Regions from separate parts of the Sorghum bicolor genome. Here region 1 is linked to region 2. The links are chromatin contacts, called in public HiCAR-type maps. All regions are on one chromosome and are shown on one strand. The core of a region is the stretch at or near the end of the contact, and the rest is flanking DNA. Distances in the headings are between cores, read along the strand shown. Region 1 holds the start of LOC8060343. Region 2 holds the start of LOC8060338 (phospholipase D zeta 1).

Evidence for each region. HiCAR-type assays count read pairs that join an accessible place to other places.
Region 1: a HiCAR-type map of leaf shows a contact between it and region 2, with 4 times the contacts expected there. The contact joins the promoter of LOC8060343 here to the promoter of LOC8060338 in region 2. A contact is called at or near these places in 2 of 4 Hi-C or Micro-C datasets (both in leaf) and 1 of 1 datasets of contacts at active chromatin or transcription factors (leaf).

What each region holds. Positions count from the first base shown.
Region 1 is chr3:15,345,774-15,350,281 of Sorghum_bicolor_NCBIv3, forward strand. It overlaps LOC8060343, which reads left to right and starts at 3,006. Exons shown (of 5, transcript XR_002451707.1): 1 at 3,006-3,379; 2 at 3,522-3,624. It overlaps LOC8060342 (dual specificity protein phosphatase PHS1), which reads left to right. Exons shown (of 11, transcript XM_002455488.2): 8 at 343-489; 9 at 565-792; 10 at 889-1,046; 11 at 1,368-2,022. The coding sequence ends at 1,737.
Region 2 is chr3:15,203,323-15,207,742 of Sorghum_bicolor_NCBIv3, forward strand. LOC8060338 (phospholipase D zeta 1) reads right to left here and starts at 2,891. Exons shown (of 20, transcript XM_021456955.1): 1 at 2,439-2,891; 2 at 824-925; 3 at 306-427; 4 at 5-146. The coding sequence starts at 2,678.

The DNA of each region.
Region 1 (4,508 bases), core at 1,756-4,255, 140 kb after region 2:
TATCTAATTTAGTTCATTCACTGCAAGTAGTTTCTACTTTATTTCTATCGATGTAATTGTAGATTTTTTTGTTTTTTGTTTTTTTTTTTTTTGGGGGGGGGGGGGGGGGGGGTCATTTCTAGCCTAACCCCAACTGGTTTTGTTGTTTTCCTTTGGAATAGCCTACCTTTCTTTTTAATGATAGTCACAGCCAGTGTGCTGCAACAAGCTTTACAAAAGCTTGTATTGAAAACTCAAGTTACCCTGTTCAGTGAGCTTTTTTCTATGAGTTTGGCTTGTTTTTGTTGTTCATGTTGATTACGATTTACGAACCTCAACTAAAAATAATATTTGATGCTACAGGTTGATCCTGAAGTGCTTAAAGAGATTGAGCAGTGGAACGAAGCACTTAAGAACGATGTGATCAAATTTTGCCAAGATAACAATTTTCATTCTGGTTTCTTTGATGGAACTGAAAACAACATGGTAGCTGATGCCTATGAATTGAAGGTGAGTCTCAGGATATACCTAAACTTTGAACTCCATTTTAAGGAATTAGTGAGCTTGATAATACACCACTTGCAGGTGCGTCTTGAACACATCATTGAAAGGATAGCCTTGATTTCTGATGCTGCAAACACAGAACGACCTTCTCTTGTTGTCAACAACTTGTTCATAGGTGGGGCTCTGGCTGCAAGGTCTAAGTACACCCTACAGCATTTGGGCATTACCCATGTACTCTGTTTGTGTTCGAATGAGATTGGTCAATCCGATTCCCAATTTCCTGATGTTTTTGAATACAAGAACTTTTCAGTAAGAGCATCAATCTCTGTGGTTTAGGATTCCCATTTATGATGCCTAGATTCATAGTCACATATTTAAATTGAAAAATGTTGTGTTTTATTACAGATTAGTGATGATGATGATGCAAACATCAGTGATCTTTTTGAGGAAGCATCAGACTTTATTGATCATGTGGATCATGTTGGGGGCAAGGTTCTAGTTCATTGCTTTGAAGGGAAGAGTCGGAGTGCCACAGTCGTACTTGCCTATTTGATGCTTAGAGAGTAAGTCTTAACTTCTGCAGTTCTTCCACTTGCGACTGAAATTGCATGATAATGGCTGCACAAGAATTTTATTGGAGCTTTGCTATTGACATGAGGGCACTCACAATGCAGACTCTATCATAGAGTCTAAAGTTATTTATTACCTCGAACAATGTGGACTTGGAGTCTAAATAAGACTTGGAGTCTTATTTTTTCTACCTCTTTCTTCAATAAATATGTTGCCACATCAGCAAAATACCATAAATAATATGTAATTAAATGTCTTGGACTCTGTGATAGAGTCTTGCATTGTGAGTGCCCTGATAGAGCTGTATTCTTCAGGGGTTTCACTCTCGCAAAAGCCTGGAACTTACTGAAGAAAGTACACCGTCGAGCACAGCCAAACGATGGCTTCGCCAAGGCTCTCCTGGCCCTTGATAAGAGGCTGCATGGTAAGGTATCTATGGACTGGCAGCACAAGCGGCCAGAAATGAAGGTGTGCCCAATCTGCAGCAAGAATGTTGGTCTAAGTACGAGTTCGCTCAAGCTTCACCTGCAAAAGGCACACAAGCGGCTCTCTGCAGGCAGTGTAGACAGCGCCATGACCATGGAGATCCAGAAATCAATCGAGTCACTCCGGATCAGCCGAGGCGGAAGCCTGAGCCCGTCTCAGAAGCTGACCAAGGTGTTCACCAATGAGCTGAGCTTCTGATCTGTTTTCCTGTACTATAGCTGAGGCAATGTACTTGGCTCACACTGTCGTAACTTGTACTATTAGACTGAACTTTGGTGACTATAGACTATAGATTTAGTTCACACGCCTGTATGATTAGCACAAGAATGTTCAGGTATGAAGGGCGCACCACTAAGGAATAAGACTACGCTCTTGTACCTGTAGTCTGCAATTTGCAGTTTTCTTCTAATGTGATCTACAGAGTTATTATTGTATATTGTATGGATATTGTCCCGTGTTCATTCCTGTTGTTTGGTCTTTCAAGGTGGCACCTAAGGTACATTTTCTATGTGGTTTCTTACATAAAACAAGGTCCTGAGTCCTGGCCTGTATAAAAACAACAAAGGAAGGGAGGTTGATGAAAGTTGTCTTTTCCTCTAGTGAAAAGGAGTAAGTGCATCCCTACTATTTTTAAATGCCTTGTTGTGAATAAGTACTCTGTCCATAAAAAAATGCAACTACGGTAAAGTTTAATTAAGTTTACAGTAAATAGTATTCATATTTATGTCTCCAAATTAGTTTATTATGAAAGTATATTTCATAATGAATCTAATGATATCTATGTTGTATCACAAATGTTAGTATTTTTCTTGTATAAATTTGGTTAAATTTGAAAGCATTTGGTTTCTTGAAATGCGAAGATTATATTATTTTGTGGGCAGAGGGAGTATGTCTTAGCAATAAGAATTACATTATTCATAAAACAGTGTTTGGAAGCTAAGACATTGTTTAGTTCTGAAAAGTTTTTGATAGTGTAGCACTTTCGTTTGTATTTGACAATTATTATCCAACTATAGACTATAAGTAGGCTCAAAAGATTTGTTTCGTAAATTACAGACAAATTGTGCAATTAGTTTTTGTTCTTGTCTATATTTAGTGCTTCATGCATGTGCCGTAAGATTCGATGTGATGTGGAATCTTGAAAAGGTTTTGAATTTTGGGGTGATTTAAACAAGCCTAAGAAATGTTTTGTGTTTTCAGAAAGCAGTGTGGAAAATTTTGGAGTAGCTGCTAGTTTCTGTCAAGAACTTGGCGTAGCTAAATTTTTTCAAAAAAAGAGCTAAGAAGTAAAAAATTAGGTCATCCAAATCCAAGAAGCCTATGACCCCCGGTCCCCCGCTCCCTGGCTGTCTGGCAAAACCGGGCCCATTCCTGTTCAAATTCCGTGATTGTCAGGTGGGGCCCACCAAAATAGCGACCCGATCTCGATTCCTCGTCCCCGGGCCCCCACATCCAACGGTCATCTCCCCTCCGCTCCACGCCGCCACCGCTCTCCTCCTCGCGGCGCAAACCGCACCTCCACAGGAAACCCCAAGCGGCGGCCGTCCCTTCCGCGGCTCCGCCCGCCTCCCTCTGCTCTCCGATTCTAGCGGATTCCATGGCCAGAGGCGACGCCGGCGCGCTGGTGCCGGCACCGGCGCTGGCGCCCGCGCCCACTCCGGCCCAGGTCTACCTGCCCGCGTGGCGCCGCACGTACGACCGCCTCGTGAAGATGCTGCGCCAGGCGTACGCGCAGGCCGAGGAGCTCTCCGTCGAGCGCGAGCACCTCATCACCGAGCTCCAGTTCCTGCAGAGCGGCCTCCGCGAGCGCGAGGAGATCTCCCAGGCCCGCCTCCAGCAGGTACGAACGATTCGGGTCCCTGTCCGCGGGTTGTTTCTCTTTGCGATTGGATTCGGGGAAGGCCAGCTCTCCGCCGCCGCTGACGCGCGCTAGGTTTTCTTTCTTTTTTTTCCTTTTTTTTTTGCGCCATCTCTACTTCCAGATCTGTAAGCACGAGGAGGTCCGAAAGAGGGCCGTTGAGGCTGAGACGGCGGCGTGTCTTGGCGGCAAGGAGCTTCAGATTCACTGCTACCAGAAGCTCGCAGGTAAGGAAGGAGAGGAACCAAAGCTTCGACTGTTCCTCTTTGGGTTTCATCGTTATCTTGATACTTGTGTGCGTTTGAAATACTTGATTGATTCTCGCTGCTACCGTGGCTGCTACTGCCACGGCCATTGTATACTGAAACCAAACATTGCCTTAGCTTCGTGGGTTCCATTTCATATCCCTTTCATATTCGTTCTTTATGATAGGAGCTCTCTTGTAGTGACAGTTAGTTCTTTTCTGTGCCTGATTGCACTCTCTCGATTACTGAAGTTAGTTTGTCCTCTTTAGGTATATAGTACATATCTGTGCCAATTTCATTATGCTTTCTATGGCCCTTCGTGGGCACCTGCCCTTCCTTAGCCTACTTTTGCTGCTACTATAGAATAAGAATGAAAAAGCTTCATCTCTATTTGTTTCTGCTGTGTATTGTGTAGCTTAGAGTTGTCTCTTAACTTCTTAAGATTACATTGGTGTAAAACAGTCACCACACTAGAAGTTGGCACCTTATGGTAGCTACATCTCCACGTTGCGGTTTGAGATTCCAAATGTTATTGACTATGCCATGTGCATTATTTTATTTACTTTTGGATCTTACAGCAGCCTAGACTTGTACAACAAAATAGTTTCTTTATCAAGAACTTGAATGTTGGTTATTTTTCCCACCTACTCCCTCCGATCCGATTTATCTGGCGTACGAGCGTTTTTTAAATCGGTCACAATACCTGGCGGGCGGTAGTACCAAGGTATATGATCATTACTCCGGCGACGCATGCTGCATGCATGCAGCTGAACCGCTGCGCTAGCTAGTGTATACTCTCATGTCCGTGCCCTTCTAGACACTTGCTGATTGCTCCACCTGAATAAAAAACGATTTAGCTGCCGGCG
Region 2 (4,420 bases), core at 1,641-4,140:
TTACCTCCCTTGAGTTGACAATATCCAAGTTTCCCAAGAAATGGTTCAAGTATTCTTGCATGGCAGCCTTTGCACGATCAGAAATTGATTGCTGACGACCAAGGGCAGGCCGAATAACAGGTAAAACAGCACTTGAAGGAACATTTCTGCAGCCAAAGTTTAAGTATGTTTATTACTACATGCACATGGATATGTGGGAAGGCAACTGCTTCAAGTACATCAAAATTGTTTACAAGATTTCGTTGCTGAAGTTCCATTTTCCTTTTAGTTCAATAAGGAACATTGTTAACAAGCCACCACTTTACCTGTTTTTGGCAGAGTGTTCATCATGCTGTGAAGGAACATGCACATCATCGGCTTCATCATCATCATGTACAACTGCTGGCATATGCTCCCCGATCCCCAAATTTTGAAGCCATTCTTTGACCTTTAATTAAACAATGGAGATTAGTTCAGTTCTTCATGACTGAAAATGAAGCTTCCACACAAAGTAATTGTTATGCCAAGTAGAGTTGCCAGTCAAAGAAACGGATATAATCAGGTCAGCAAAATCACTCATTTAGAAGGCGCTGCTATATTAGGGGGATAAAACCCCAAACAGCTCTCAAAGTAAAATGCATGTGCTGGCTCAAGCAAGTGAAAATGACAGAAAACATAGTGAAATGCAAAATGTAATGAGAAGCAACTCCTTTTGTCAAGAAAAAAGGTGCACTATATGGAATATATTTGCAATGTGCTGTAACCAATGCATTTAGTGGTTAACCAGAAAGAATAAGTATATTCAAGCACAGCTCAAAATAATCATAAAGATTATGTAACCAACCTGTTCCTGTTTCTCATGAAATTCTTCAAGAAATGCACGTCTCTTCAATGCAAAATGTAGATATAGAACTTGTGAAGCCTTCTTATATAGAAGCCACCTAAACTGAGAGAAGAACTAGTGAACATTATTTTAATGGATTTCAGACTTCATATTTTGGGGAATTGCATAGGCTAGAAATTCAATAAATGAACGTTAACCAAAGCAATCCCAAATATTCCAGTGGTCCTTGTTTAGTTCCTCAAAAATTTTGCAAAATTTTTCAGATTCCCCGTCACATCGAATCTTTAGACGTATGCATGGAGTATTAAATATAGATGAAAATAAAAACTAATTGCACAGTTTGGTCGGAATTGACGAGACGAATCTTTTGAGCCTAGTTAGTCTATAATTGGACAATATTTGTCAAATACAAACGAAAGTGCTACTATTCCTATTTTGCAAAATTTTTTGAAAGTAAACAAGGCCGGTTTTCACACTATTCATCAACAAGACAGCAATGTACCATGCTATGCTACATCAACTGATGCAAGACTATTCAATTTTGCCTTCACTCGATGCAACCACAAGGGGACATATCACATCAATCTTTTTCCTTGGTTGATTGGCAGCAGCACCCCAGTTCGCATTTTGTTCTCTGTGTCCACCCGTCACTTCACCCAGTCATCTAATGACATCAGTACATCACACTGAATGTCTCATACATTTGCCACCAGATTGCACTCTAATATTAACCCACCCACCCACCAAAAAAAAAGAGAGACCCTTTGAAAGCAAAAGAGACAAAACAAAAACTACCTGAGTTCCATGTAAGCATATACTTTTTCTGTTTCCCAGTGCACGCACAAAGCACCAAATATAAGAAATGTTTAATGGCAGTTGATTTTACTGAAACCTACGGGTTACCCTTTTCTTTAAAAGAAGTTTAATGATAGTGGGCCATACAAAGTCCTAATCTCCTATGTTAATTATTATTGAATGGTATACAATGATCACCTCAACCACTTGTACCCAACGAAAAGATAATGGACTTTTGAAGGAGTAGCAAGAAGCTCAAATTGCTAAAGGACATCAGCACACTGAACATTGGCAGAGGCGAAATGTTCACCAGCTTTTTGCATCGAATGGAAAATCCCAGACGGAACTCATGCAATCATTGAGTCACGCACTGACAACATTGCAACCCAAAGCACATAAGAGGTATCATTTTCCTCCACAGTAAGCCCAATAAGTTTTTTGTGAAAAAGGAATAGGAATTCAACAAAGGCTACCTTTATTATATATAAATAAAGTATACACACTTCCATATTCGCATCGACATCAGAGCAGCACGCTGCACGCCCGAATTGAACCACAAGCCACTCACTCACAGAACCCGAATCGAATGAGCAACTCAGTTGTCGGCACCTCAAGTCAAGGGATAATCGAAGCTTCTGAGATCACCTAGAAAAATGTAGTCGGAGCCCATCGGGGGAACAAATCACCCAGACGCCCAATCCACGCAGCAATTCTAAACCACCAAATGCCAGGCACTACTGCGCTGCCCACCCAACCAGAGGAGCTAGCAAGGCCAGACGAATCCGGAGGTGGGAAGAGGTGGCGGCGCCCGGGGACGGACCTGCTTGTAGTGGACCTCGATGGTGTAGGAGAGCAGCATGGGCGTGATGTCCCCGGCGTCGGGGCGCGAGACCCCGACGATCCTGGCCCGCGGCAGCTCGTCGAACACCCGCGCCGACTCCGGCAGGCGGAACGACGCCGACGACGCGGCGCCCAACCCCTCCGGCTCGGGCGGCTCCGGCGGCATCCTGACGTACCCGTGGCCGCCGTGCTCCTGCTCCTCCTCCTCCTCGCCGGTCATAGATTCCTCGCGGGGTATATATGGATGGTTTGGCTTGGTGTTTGGGAGTGCGGGCGAGACACGAAGCGGAAGCGGAGGAAAGGGGCGGTGAGCCGGTAGGTGCCACGACCGGACTGCCGCGCCGTGGAAGGAAGGGGGAGACGTGCAGATGGATGTGCTCTGCTGCCTGCCAAATTTGGGGTGCTTTTGGCTTTTTCCTTGCCAATTTTTTGATTGAATTTATATTTCTGATTTCTGATGATGATCTTATTTTGATGGTTTAGGACTTGTTTAGTTCATCCAAAAATCAAAAACTTTTCAAGATTTATCGTCACATCAAATCTTACGGCACGTGCATAAAACATTAAATATAGATAAAAATAAAAATTAATTGCATAGTTTATCTGTAAATTACGAGACGAATCTCTTAAACCTAGTTACTCCATGATTGGACAATGTTTGTCAAATAAAAACGAAAATATTATAGTATCAAAATAAAAAAAACTAGATCTAAACGAGGCCTTAAGCTAGTGCCTTGTTTACTTTAAAAAACTTTGCAAAATAGAAATAATAGCGCTTTCATTTTTATTTGACAAGTATTGTGTAATCATAGATTAACTAGACTCAAAAAATTCGTTTTACAAATTAAAGATTATTTTTATTTATATTTAATGTTTAATATATGTGCCGTAAAATTTGATGTAACACTACTTTGAGACTAACGCATGGACGTCTCAACATGGTGGGACGTGACAAGTTCCATGAGCCACACGTCCGTGCCGCACGTTTGTGTGAATGTACCTCCTACTTCCTCCTTTCTAAAATAAATCTCTACATCTCGTTTCTAAAATAAATCTCTACAGCTAATCTCAATTTTAATTAGATTTATAGAAATAATGTTAAAATTTCTATCTTCAAATAAATTTACTAAAATTATATATTTAGCCAAAGTTAGAATTTTTTTTAAAACTCTTAGAAATACGAGATGGAGAATTATTTTGAGATAAAGGGAGACCTGAAGTATATCTCCTTAAGATAAATGATAATTTCATGGGGCACCAATTTGATTATAGTTGATAATAAAATATGTATGCTGATATTGAAAAGCAATAGGTTGAATTTTATTATTTTTTAAGTCTTGATGCTCGGTTGTAATTATGATTTGTTTGGTTGCTGTCCTAAAAGACGCATATCTATCGGACAACAAATTTTGACCACATGACATTCAAAATGAGCAATCTAAATTGCTATTCTCTCTGTTCCATATAGTGTCCTTACCACTTCTTGAGAAAATCAGTTTTTTTTTATTTTTTTACCAAATGTATATAATAAAACATTAATATTTATGGTATACAATTACTACCATTAGATAAATCATTAATATATTTTCATAATAAATGTATTTACTAACATAAATATTGATAATATATTTTCTATAAATCTAGTTGAACTTAAAAAAATCTAAACACAAACACATATATATCGTTTGGCATACCCTATAACTGTAGCATACGGAGCGTAGGTCCCTCACACGTGACAAGCAAAATTGTGAAAGTTCGAGAGTGGAACTCCAAGCGTCCTATGGTGGTCAAACGCTGCGTTCGTTTGGTTTATAAGTTATGGCAAAAAATATTGTTGCTGATTTTTATGAGAGAAAAACGCTGCTGAATAGCTGATAGATTCGGCTGATAAGCTTAGCGAATAATATTTCCAGTTATGGCTTTTTAGACTAGCGAACAGGCTCAGGTAAATGTGCAAAAAGA